4 separate regions of the Sus scrofa genome follow, and all the other regions are linked to region 4. The links are chromatin contacts, called in public Hi-C and HiChIP or PLAC-seq maps. All regions are on one chromosome and are shown on one strand. The core of a region is the stretch at or near the end of the contact, and the rest is flanking DNA. Distances in the headings are between cores, read along the strand shown.

Evidence for each region. A called contact is a pair of places that touch in the nucleus more often than the background predicts. HiChIP or PLAC-seq counts read pairs in DNA pulled down with a chosen protein or histone mark.
Region 1: a contact with region 4 is called in an H3K27ac HiChIP or PLAC-seq map of alveolar macrophages. The contact joins the promoter of SBF1 here to the promoter of TRABD in region 4. A contact is called at or near these places in 1 of 5 promoter capture datasets (liver), 2 of 47 Hi-C or Micro-C datasets (embryonic fibroblasts and retroperitoneal adipose tissue) and 1 of 2 datasets of contacts at active chromatin or transcription factors (alveolar macrophages).
Region 2: a contact with region 4 is called in a Hi-C map of liver, with 5 times the contacts expected there. The contact joins the enhancer-like site here to the promoter of TRABD in region 4. A contact is called at or near these places in 2 of 5 promoter capture datasets (fetal liver and liver), 8 of 47 Hi-C or Micro-C datasets (embryonic fibroblasts, epiblast stem cells, heart right ventricle and 3 more) and 1 of 2 datasets of contacts at active chromatin or transcription factors (alveolar macrophages).
Region 3: a contact with region 4 is called in a Hi-C map of liver, with 5 times the contacts expected there. The contact joins the promoter of CRELD2 here to the promoter of TRABD in region 4. A contact is called at or near these places in 2 of 5 promoter capture datasets (fetal liver and liver), 10 of 47 Hi-C or Micro-C datasets (embryonic fibroblasts, epiblast stem cells, heart right ventricle and 5 more) and 1 of 2 datasets of contacts at active chromatin or transcription factors (alveolar macrophages).

The regions. Positions count from the first base shown.
Region 1 is chr5:264,980-267,800 of Sscrofa11.1, reverse strand. SBF1 (SET binding factor 1) reads right to left here and starts at 1,286. Exons shown (of 41, transcript NM_001206370.1): 1 at 1,274-1,286; 2 at 837-922; 3 at 334-471; 4 at 45-194. The coding sequence starts at 1,286.
Region 2 is chr5:688,950-691,675 of Sscrofa11.1, reverse strand. No RefSeq gene overlaps it. Among named protein-coding and RNA genes, the nearest start is that of PIM3, 9.6 kb to the right of the region's middle. Within about 2 kb of position 1,300, at least 31 of the 83 cell types and tissues checked have an H3K27ac peak or open chromatin away from gene starts, as enhancers often do. A contact at or near this core is called in alveolar macrophages, liver and mesenteric adipose tissue, where this site is marked.
Region 3 is chr5:715,217-718,311 of Sscrofa11.1, reverse strand. It overlaps CRELD2 (cysteine-rich with EGF-like domain protein 2), which reads left to right and starts at 1,546. Exons shown (of 10, transcript XM_003126783.6): 1 at 1,546-1,850; 2 at 2,172-2,254; 3 at 2,914-3,024. The coding sequence starts at 1,725. It overlaps ALG12 (dol-P-Man:Man(7)GlcNAc(2)-PP-Dol alpha-1,6-mannosyltransferase), which reads right to left and starts at 1,384. Exons shown (of 10, transcript XM_021091350.1): 1 at 1,228-1,384.
Region 4 is chr5:493,093-495,886 of Sscrofa11.1, reverse strand. TRABD (traB domain-containing protein) reads left to right here and starts at 1,313. Exons shown (of 10, transcript XM_021091341.1): 1 at 1,313-1,410.

The sequences.
Region 1 (2,821 bases), core at 37-2,536, 230 kb after region 4:
AGAGCACCCCGCGTCCTGCCTCGAGCCCTGGCTGCCCGCCTCACCCTGAACACCTCTGCGTGGTCCAGTCGAGACACCAGGACCAGCGTCTTCGGAGCAAAGAGCTGGCCGGGCGAGCCAGCCGCTGCGGGTGATGGTGGCACTCCCTCATCTGCTTCCTCCGCCCTCTCGGTGTCCCCAGGGCACACCCCTTCCTGGGGACAGACGTCAGGACTCAGCACTGGCCCTTCTGGCCTCCACGAGCCTGGGGCTCCGGGACCAGACACGGACAGGGAGACACACAGGGCAGAGGGAGTCGGCCACAGCCGGACACTCAGCCCCAGGCAGGCTGACCTGCGAGGGCTCCGCGGGCTCCCAGAAGGTCAAGCAGGCGCAGTAGTGCCGCTCGGAGTTGATGTCGGTGAGGACAGCAACAAAGAAGGTCGGTGGATTCCTCTCAGGACACAGCTGCCACCCGCTGGGCTGGCAAAACTATGGGGAGGGAGGGGCAGCAGTCAGCTCCCCCAGCCCCCCGCCCTCCGGGGACTGCAGCCAGGGCCCGGACGCCAGGTCCAGCACCGAGCTCCACCGCCCACGGGCCCTGCCTCCTGCACGCGGCCCCCACCCCACAAAAACAGCCTCTGGCCTCCCCGTGTGGGGGCCTCACCGTGTGGGGTCCCCACTGCCACAAGGGAGGGACAACAGGACACGACAAGCACCTGGCCAGCCAAGCCTGCGCCACCCGCCCTCTGCCCTCCAATGCGGCTGACGGATCCGAGGACCCAGTGAGGGCTGGCACCAGGGACAAGTGCCAAGCTGCTGCCCTGCCCCCACCCCCCGGGGAGCACCCCACTCACCAGCTCGATGCCCTGGGGGAATGGGTTGTCCTCCCAGTCCTTCTCCGGGAAGCGCTGCAGGATCTGGCCCTGGCCTTCCCCACTCCCTGAAGACAGAAGCCACTCAGAGCACCAGCCACCTCCCACCTCCCGGGCGGCAGGTTGGGAACCCCAAGGACCGTGTGGAGACACGGCAGGTCCCTGGCCCTCTGCGGGCACCAGACCAGCCCCGGCTCCCGAGGCCACCAGAGGGCACAGAGAGAAGCCCCTGCTGTGGGGCTGGACACCAAGAGCACAGACGTGCCAGCCCAGGGTGGAGAGCACTCCCTGCTCCCGCTCCCTGACTCCTGGGTCCCTCCGCTGCGGCAACATCCCCAGCCAGAACCCACGCCAGTGTGCCAGCCCCTGCCCCTCTGGCAACCCCCAGCTTAGGCACTCAGCCCCCATGACCTCCTGACCTGCTAGCACCATGACAGTGGACAGGCTGCCATGAATCTCCTCCTGCTCCCAGCCTCTGCCTCACCCCCAGCCCTGAGCTCACTTGAGAGGTGCAGGTCTCACTCCTGCTGCCTGAGTTGGGGGGAGGCCACCTGTGCCTGTGGCTGCAGACTGCTGCTTGTCCCCACTGCCTCAGAGACAGGACCAGCAAAGGTCCCAGAAGACAGCCTGAGGATGGCAGAGGGCAGGAAGGACTGAAGGTGGTGGCACACAGGCCTGCTTCCCGCCTGCAAGGCCTCGGCATGCACACAGCCACAGACCAGGTGGCCGTGTGCAGCCCTGGGCCCCTGCCAGTGCCCACAGCCTGCTGCATCCCCAGCATGCTCCCTCCCGGCGTCCCCAGGGACCCCTCCGTTCCCTGAAGCCACAGGGCCCATTAAGCCCCCATGCATCTGCTTCCCCATGTCCAGTCCCTACCAGCAGGACCAGCTGGGGCCCTGTCTCTTGCTCACTCTCCATGGAGCCAAGTCGGGTAAGCAGTCCCCTCACAGGCCTGGGGAGGATGAAGGCTCTTCCTCCAGCCCCCGCCGGCAGCTCAAGGAGGACAGACCAAAGCCTCCCCCTAATCTCCGCAGGCAGAAGAGCAGAGCAGGCAGGTAAAGGGGACAGACTCTGTCCCGAGGCCCAGACGGCCACCTCCAGCGGCCTGAGGACCTGGCAGATGAGGTCCCTTGACCAGCAGTCTGGTCCACCTGCGACTTGAATGGGCCCAGGAGCCTCAGACAGAGCTGGAGGCCTGGGCACAGGCCTAGGCCTGAGCAGCCGACAGCACACACTGCCCAGGCCCCGGAAGGCAGAGGAGCTGCCATCGTAGGAGCCCACCCTCCCTCCACGATCATGGAGGCAACACCAGGCGGTCGGTGGACAGCAGGCAGGTTGCCGCCGGCTGGGGGGAGGGTGCCGGCCTGACTCTGACTCACAAAACCTCAGCTTCCTGCTCCCCTCCCCCTCCCACCACTGACACTGAGACAAGGTGGCAGACAGAGGAGATGGGGGGAGGACAGGTGTCTGCTGGTGCCACACCCCCCCCCACAGGAAGACCCCAGGGTCCCCCCAGGTTCACCCGCAAGAGCCACCCTCAACAGGCCTCGGCTTGCTCCCCTGAACCTGGCTCCTCCCTCGACGACTCCCCCAAAGGCTGCCTTGTGTGCGGCCCCAAACCACCATCTCCATTCGGCCCTGGCTGGCACCCAGGGCTCACCCAGTTCTTGCCACGAGGCAGCAGGGGGAGGAAGGAAGAGGAGGAGAGGGCGGATGGGGACAGCAGCCTCTGCACCACAGCCTCCCTCCCAAAGCCGGGGGACAGGTGGCCTTTGGGGGGCTACTCTCCGCAGACTCTCCCCACAGAGAAGTGTCTTGTCCACGGCTCACCCACCCTACCCCATTCATGGTGTGAAAGTCAACTCCCAGCACGCAGCTCCACCTTCCAAAGAGCAAGCGAAGGCTTTCCTGGAGCTGTCCCAGCTGCGCACGGAGGCGGGCGCGAGCGGGCAAGCGGGCCTTCCCCC
Region 2 (2,726 bases), core at 51-2,550, 200 kb before region 4:
TTCTGCCGACCTCGGTCGCCTCCATCTCCTCGACCCGCTCGCTCCCCCACTGCCCTTCCACCGCATCCCTGCCTGTCTCCCCATCGCCCTTGGAGCCTGATCGGGATTTCTGGCCCTGCTCTGCCCCTCCCCCGCCGCCCCCCAACCAACTACCCAGGCCTGGGAGAGGGTCTGGAGAGCAGAGACCCTTGGGATGCAGGAGGCCTGGGAGGTGGGGCAGGTGGCAGGATGGTTTGGGTTGGGGGAGCATCCTGGGCGCAGGTGCGGGTCCCAGGCATTGGCTCTGCCCTTCACCTTGGCCCAGGCACACCCACTGGGGGATGAAGCCTGTGGGTGACAGTCACATCTGCCTGGGCATCCAGGCTGCTGGACTTTCTAGTAGAGGGCACTCAGGGCTGCAGGTCACGAAGGACACGGGCCACTGGCCCGGCACAAGGGTCTCCCTGGGTCCACATGGTCACTTCCAGGTCCTGGCTCGGCACCCAAGTGGACCCAGGGGACCACAGGCATCGGGCACACAGGCCTTCGTGGTTTGTACATAGGACCCCCCTGGCGCCCCCTGCACAGGCACACGCCAATCCTGCGCACGCAGACACCTGCACCTCTCGGCCGCCAGGCTGGCTGAGGGGCTCACGCAGGGCACTCCCCTGGCACCCCTCGGACAACCCCAAACCGCAGGGTGGGGAGTCTGGAAAGATCCAGAGGGACCCAGATGGCTCCAGTGACCGGCGAGGGTGGGGTCCCCATCAAACACAGGGGAGCAGAGCAGACAGAGTAGGACGCGGGGCTGTTCTGAGCTGTGCTGGGGGTGGCCTGCTACGTGCCCTCGGACCTGCCAAGGAACTGGGGACTCAGGTGCCCTGCAGCTGCCCTTCTCGGGGTCCTGGGTCTGTGAGAGTCCCTTTCAGACAGTGGCGAGCTGGAGGGCACTGCTGGAAGGGCCCCGGGGGGAGCTGGGGTGGCCGCATCTCCCTGGCCTCTTCCCATGCATCATGCCCACTCCCAGCGCCTCTGTGCACCCAGCCAAGTGAGGGCCTTAGGTGGCCGTGCCGCCCAGCTCACAGGTGCAGAAGTGTGTCTGGGGTGGAGTAGGGGCGGGGTACCTCCAGGCAGGGCTGGCCCACACCAGCCAAGAGCAGGCCCTGTGGAACCGGTCTGACCAGCTGTGTGTGTGTGTATGTGTGTGTGTGCGTCTGTGTGTGTGTGTGTGTGTGTGTGTGTGTGTGTGTGTGTGGCCTGGGTCCCAGCCAGGAAGCAGGTGGAACAGAGGCCACAGCCTGAGTCATGGGTGGCACCCAGGGCACCTTGAGAGCTGGGCCCCTGGGTGGGGGGTGGGCAGGCAGGCATCCGCACCTCCTCACTAGTCAGAGACCAGAGATGGGGACCGGGAGGCTGAGTTTGGCCTGGGGCCTGGTACCAGCCAGTGCCAAGATGGAGCTCCGTGGCCCTGGTCCAGCTCTGCCCGCGTTACCTCAGCTCAAGTGCAATCTGGCCGGTGTCCCCCAGAGCCCTTTAGCTCCCGAGGGCAGAGTGGGGTCTCCATGTGCTGACCTGACATGCACCCTGCTTGGCCTGCCCTGGCCCGCCTCCCGAGAGGCTGCAGGCAGGCAGGCGGGTCACCTCTGCTGGGGTCCCTGGTGTCCCGGCAGTGGGACCTCAGGAGGCCAGATACTCCACAGAGGGCCCCTGGCCACTGCTGGGCCCAGCCCCCTCCCCTGCCCCCGCGTGGCCTCCCCACCTCCTGGTGCCCCCCCACCCCCAGCCCTGGACTGAGTGCTCGGGTTCCAGGCCACCTGCCCCAGCTTCCTGCCTCTCCCCTTAGGACCCTGTCCTGGTGACCCCCAGCCTCAGTTTTCCAGCCTGTGAGCTGGGCAGTACCGCCCAACCTGAGCTGGCAGCTGGGAATTGGCCAGCCGTCTGCATCCCTGAACCTCAGTTTCCCCACCTATAAATGGGGCTCCAGAGAAGGACAGTGCCCGCCTCTGCCCTCAGAGCCCGTGTGGGCTCTGCCCTCCTGCCCGTGCTCCCCACGTGGCAAGCTGTGGCTTGAGGAGGGAGGCCAGGAGCAGACCCAACAGCCCCCAGGCCTGCACCAGACTCTGCAGCTGCCCCCAAGGTCGGGTCAGCCTCGCTAGTGCAGCACGACCAGGCCTGGGGAGGCCTGAGAAGCAGCGCGGGCTGGGCTGTGAGCGCCTGGAGGTGAAGGTGCTGCCGGGGCAGGAGGCGCAGAAACAGGTGCCCCCTCCCCGCTGTCCTGGGGGCAGGTGCTGCTCCCAGAAGGCCTACCTTGCAGCTCTGAGAACCGAGAACCAAGAACCAAGGACCCACAGGGCGGCCTTTTCTCCACGGGGGGTGGGGCGTCAAGGGGGGAGTGCTGTGTTTAGAAGCGGGCTCCGGATGCTGCCTGCATGGGCAGTGGGTGCAGGCCTGGGTCAGCTCATTCTGCTGCCCATGGGGCAGCCTCCACCCGGGGTGGGTCCCAGAGCCCTAGACCTGCCCGCCTGGGAGGGACTCAGGGCCGGGTCGAAACCCCGTCCTGGCGCGTCCCAGAAACCGCGAGTCAGCGGCTGCCCTGCTGCCAGGCCGCCCGCAGAGCCACTGGGGAACGCCCAGGCGGGGGTAGTGGAGACAGAGCCGGCAGCCTGGGGCAGAGGGCTAGGATGGGGCGTCGCTTAGGGGGCTGGGGAGAAAGACAGGCCCCCCTGGGGCCGGGACTAGGAGGCAGA
Region 3 (3,095 bases), core at 297-2,796, 220 kb before region 4:
AGGGAACTCCTGTCTCCCTCTTTTTATGTTTATTTTTTATTTATTTATTTTTCTGTCTTTTTGCCTTTTCTGGGGCCGCTCCTGCGGCATATGGAGGTTCCCAGGCTAGGGGTCAAATTGGAGCTACAGCTGCCGGCCTCCCACAGCCACAGCCACGCGGGATCTGAGCCGCGTCTGCAACCTACACCACAGCTCACGGCAATGCCAGATCCTTAATCCACTGAGCGAGGCCAGGGATCGAACCCGCAACCTCATGGTTTCTAGTCGGATCCGTTAACCACTGCGCCACAACGGGAACTCCTGTCTCCCTCTTTTTAAAACGTAAGCTCCTTGGCGGCAGGATTTTTGTTTTTCCCCATCACTGACCCTCTGTCCCCCCGGGGGTTCTCATCCTGAGGGCACCCCCGCCCCCATTCACTCAGGTGTCAGCAGAGCCCAGAGCATAGCAGGTGCTCCAACGACTTGAAAAGGAAGTGCAGTAAAAGCTCTTAAGCTTCCATTTTCATTAGAAAAGACAATAACAGGCAGTTCCTGCTGTGGCGCAGTGGAAACGAATCTGACTAGGGTCCATGAGGATGCGGTTCCATCCCTGGCCTCGCTCAGTGGGTGAAGGACCCGGCGTGGCCGTGAGCTGTGGTGTAGGTCATAGATGTGGCTTGGATCCCGCATTGCTGTGGCTGTGGTGTAGGCCCGCAGCTGCAGCTCCGAATGGACCCCTAGCCTGGGAGCCTCCATATGCCGCGGGTGCAGCCCTAAAACATAAACAAAGCAAGCAAGCAAGCAAGCCAGCCACAACTCATCAACGCGCAAATTGTAGAACAGTGGCATCTCGGATTAGGCAAGCCCACAGAGGCCCTCTTGTCTATGGGGTTCTAGGGTCTCTGCGGGAAACTGGTCATATCAGATGTTCACATTATTAATCCCTGGCGGAAACGAGCCATCTGGCGCAAATTAGGCCAGAGAAAACTTTGTATCTTTTGTTCTATGACAGTCGGGATAGGGCTCATCTTAGTCCGGATTCAAACCACGGGCTCCAGTGCTAAATGCCCGGGGCGCGTGGGGAAATGCAAAATGCAGGTTCCTGGGCCCCCAAAGACAGTCATCAGGCCCCAGGTGAGGAGGCCTGGCGGCCCTCCCGCGTGGACAAGCCCGGCGATGCCCGAGAAGCGCAGCCACAGCGCCGGCCTGGAGCCCCCGCAGCCCGCCCCCAGAGCCGCGCGCGCTGACCTCGCCGCCCAGAGCACAGTCCCTCGAAGCGCGGCCGCCAGAGCTGCCCTCGACCGGAAGTGGAGCAGCGGAAACCGATGCCCTTGACCGAACCTAACATGGCCACCAACGCCTAGCTGCCGTCTCAGCGGGCGCCCTTCCTGCCCGGAGTAAAGATGGCCGCCACAGGCGGGGCGTGAGCCAGCCGCCTCGGATCTCCCCGCCCCCTGTGCCCAACCCTCCCGGCGGCACGCTGACCCGGGCCCTTCCTATTGGTGGCCTCCCGTGGCGAGCTCGGATTGGGCCACATGAGGACGGGGCGGAGCCATCCAACCAATAGCAGCGCGAGGGATGGTGAAGGGCGGGGCCCCGGCCGGCGCCGTCAAGTAGGCCCGGGAACCGCCGGCGCTGCTGAGCCGGTGGGCGGCCGAGGGTCGGAACGCTCGGCGGGTGCTTGCTGGACCTCGGCCGGTGCCCGCGCGGCCGCGTTCCCGTGGCGCTGTCCGCCTTGGCCCGCCATGCGCCTTCCGGTCCCGTCGCTGGGGGTGCTGCTGCTGCTGCTTCTGCCGCCGCCTCCCGGCGAGGCCACCAAGAAGCCGACGCCCTGTAAGCGCTGCCGGGAGCTGGTGGACAAGTTCAACCAGGTGTGCCGCTCCGCGAGGACATGGAGCCAGGGGGTGGGCCTGGGTCGCCCCTCCGTGGACTCGGGGATCACCCCACGATGGGCCCAAGGTTGCCGCACTGTGGACCTGGGGTCACCTCGCCATGGACTAGATTTGCCCTGCTGTGTACTGTTACACCCCCCAACCCCCCGCCATGAACCAGGGTCCCCACACCATGGACCCAGGGTTGTCCTGCCATGGATTGGGTCACCCCACCATGAATCTGGGGTCACCCCTGCTATGGAACCGGGGTGACCCTGCCATGAACAGGGGTGAGGCAGCAGCGCCACCTTTCCCCCGCAGGGTATGGTGGACACAGCAAATAAGAACTTTGGAGGTGGAAACACAGCTTGGGAGGAAAAGACACTGTCCAAGTATGAATTCAGGTAGGCACCCTGCTCTGAGCGGCCCAGTGCCTGCCTTTGGTGACATGTCCCCGGGAGCACTGATGATACAGAGTCCCTTTGGCACCGGCACCTGTCCTTACCTGGTGCCGGTGCCAAACACAGGTGGGGAGTTCCCACTGGGGGTCAGTGGTTAAGAACCCGCCTAGTAGCCAGGAGGATGTGGGTTCACACCTTGGTCTTGCTCAGTGGGTTAAGGATACAGTGTTGTTGTGAGCTGTGGTGTAGGTCACAGATGTGGCTCGGATCTGGTATTGCTGTGGCTGTGGCGTAGGCCGGCAGCTGCAGCTCCGATTCGACCCCGAGCCTGGGAACCTCCATGTGCCACAGGTGTGGCCCTAAAGAAAACCAAAAACCAAAAAACAGATGGAGCTCACTCCCTCCCCACCGCAGCTCCAGCCCCATCCTGCCCATGGCAGGGGTTCCCCCGCTGGACCCCACACCTGATGGGCCACCCTGACCACCCCTGCCCTCCGCCTTTAATTCTCCGCCTGGCACTGACAGCCCCCAGCTCCATTTGGGGTCTCTGTTGAGGGTTTTTTCAGTGAAGCGCCACGGTCCCTCGGGCCTGGCCTCCGGACCTCCCTGTAGAGGGCGCTGTGCCCTGGCCTTGCGGTGCTGACGGCCTGTGCGTGTTGCAGCGAGGTCCGCCTGCTGGAGATCCTGGAGGGCCTGTGCGGGAGCAGCGACTTCGAGTGCAACCAGCTGGTGGAGGAGCACGAGGAGCGCCTGGAGGCCTGGTGGCTGCGGCTGTGAGTGCGCTCCTCCTTCTGGGAAACAGCTTTGGAAAGGCTGTCCGATGTAGCAAAGCCGGCGACGCGTT
Region 4 (2,794 bases), core at 64-2,563:
GTCTTCACTGAGACTGCTCTGCTCAGCCCTGTCCCCTGAGCCAAGGCCTGGCAGGACATTTCAGACCCAGTCTCATCCAGAGGCCTGCTCCTTGGAGCAAACACGTGGCCTCTGGGGTGTGAACTGGCCCGTGGCCTTGGCTTGCTGGGAAAGAAGGGGCCGAGTCAGTGTCCCACAGACGCATCCATCTCCCCGCAGGTGCCATGGGACGTTCCTTTGACACCCCCCCCCCAATCTGCTTGCTCCTTCCCTGCACCTTTCCCAAGAGGAGGGGCTCCCAGAGAACTGGGACCCCACCCGTCAGCTGAGGCTGCAATCCAGGCTTCTGGTCCTCACACAAGCCCCACCTGGGCTTCTCAACCCGTCTGTCGCTAGGTCCCTGGCAATCGCGCACAGCCGCTCTCCTGTGTGAATGGCCAAGGAGGGCAGGAGGGCAGAATCGACCTGAGCTGGCACACAGGAACTGGACAGAGGCCTGGGCCAAGGGCCTGGCTGCTCGACTTCAGCCCAAAGCCGTTTAGATAACAGATCACAGCCCAGCCTGTGGGCGGGAGCGGGAGCCCGCCCCGCACAAGTGAACGGGGGCGGGGGCCTCTATGGCCCACGGCAGCCCGCCCGCAGGAGGGCCACCGCCAGACTGAGAACCCGCCCAGGACCTGCACGGGTCACCAGGTCTGGGCCAGACGCCCCCTTCCTGGAACCAGCTCTGACCGCAGGTGGGCTGACCTCAAAGGCCAAACCAGGCACCGGCTGGACAGGCTGTCCTGAGGGCCCCCACCTCCCACCAACCGCGGACCCTGCCCCTTCCCCGGCCCCCTCTCCCCCGGCCGCCCCCGCCCACGTCTCCCCGGGCCCCAGCCGCCAGGCCAAGGGGTGCTCGAGGTGGCCACATGGTCGCCGTTGGGGACCCGAACGCTGCTCCTCGCTGGCACCATCACCGCTTTTTTGAGTAGTTTTGACGGTTCTGTATCAGAGCAGGCAAAGCCACCCCGAGGACGCTTTTTTTTACTAACTGGGGGCTGCGGCCAGAGAATTTTAGGGCGCGTCTCAACTCGGGTGGCAGACCTGAGACTCGAACCTGTGCCGCGTAACCGACACAGGAGTCCTCGGATCAAGGCGCCGGGGGCGGGGCGGGGAGGGGCGGGGCTTCTAGCGCGCGGCCTCCTGGGAAGTGAAGTCCGCGGCCGCTCGCGCGCTGCCCCGCGGGAACCGTAGTCCGCCGGCTCGGGCCAGGCGCGCGGCAAGAGCAGACAGACAGCGCGCGGGACTACGCTTCCCGGCATGCCGCGCGCCGCCCGGCCCCCCCCGGCCCGGGCCTGTCCGGCCGCCCCGCCCCGCGGCCCCGGTCCGCCCCGTCCGGTGGGGCGACGAGCCGCATGGAGGCCGGCTGAGGAGCGCCGCCCTGCTTCGGTACGCCGCGCGGCACGGTCCTGGGGCGGGGGGCGGCGCGCGGGGGCCCCGGTGGGTCGGGGTCAGGTCGCGGTCGAGGTCGGGAGACCAGCCAGCCCCCAGCGTAGGGTCTCGGGCCAGGAGGGTCAGCCCCGGCCTCCGAGGGGTGCGCGCGGGGTGGGCGGTCGACGGCAAGGGTCGAGAGGGCTCAAGGGCTCGAGTGGCGCACGCGGGGGGCGGGGCCGCGGGGCGGGGACCCGGGCCGGTGTCGGTCGGAGTCGGGGGCCGGGGGCGGAGTCGGTCGGAGTCGGGGGCCGGGGGCGGGGTCTGGCCTGAGCCGCGGCGGGGGGGCGGTGGAGGGTCCACACCTCCCCAGGCGGCGGCTGCAGGGTCTCGGTGGAGACCCTGGGCGCTTCCTGCCCTACGTGCTGGAGGCCTCTGCCCTTCAAGCCGAGCAAGCACGGCTGCCATATGGGCAAAGTAGACCAAACTTCCAAGGCCTGTAGGTCTTTGCCTGCCTTGTTTCTGTGAAGTAGCGTTATTGAGACACAACTTAAACGTGCCACAAAGTACCACAAAGTTCACCTATGCGTCTTTGCGAAACTATCCCGAGAAAGGAAGCGAAGGCACATGGAAAACGAGGAACTGGCCCAGAAGTCCTCGGCTGACTTTGGGCGTCAGGACAGCCTCTTCGGGAGACTGGGTGGTTTCCAGGTGGAATCCTCCTGGCTTTCGGGGTCCCCTGGAGAGGAAGCCGTCCAGGCTGCCCCCTTAGCACGCTCCGGTGCGGGCTCCTCTGACCCTGGGCCTCTGTTGCTTTTGCTGCTGATGCCCCCTCATTGTGTAACTAGGAGGGAGCCCCGGCCTTGGGGCCAGCGGTCAGCCTTGCAGGACGGCGGTGATGCTGCGGTGTCTGAGGCTGCTGGGCAAAACTGCCAAGAGGGGGCCGGGCATGGTGGACAGACAGGCCCCTACACAGTGCCCTGCGGTGGAGGTCAGTGTCGGGACCTAGCATTGGGCCGTGTCCAGGTTCCAGGGGGTCAGCCAGGTGTGCTGGACGAGGAGCCATTTAGGCGTCCAGCTCAGATGTGAATTGGCATGTGCCCTCCGCCCCAGTCCCGACCTTTGCCACACCTCCATAGAGCAGGGCCTGCCAGACCCAGGAGGGTCTCCAGTGGCCAAGGTGCCCAGGCTTCAGAAGTGGGGGTGTAGGGGGTAAGGGTCCTGGGCCACACGCTGCTGCCTCCCGGTTAGTCATTTCTCTCATGGCCCGCTAGTCCGGCCGGTCTGGGACCCTTGGCTTTCTGGGCAGGCCTTGGGGGTTGCTCTTGGCCAGCAGTGAGAAGCCCGGCCGGGGCCTGGGAGGCAGGCTTTGGCTTCCTAATTTTTAAGGGGGCGGTGAGGG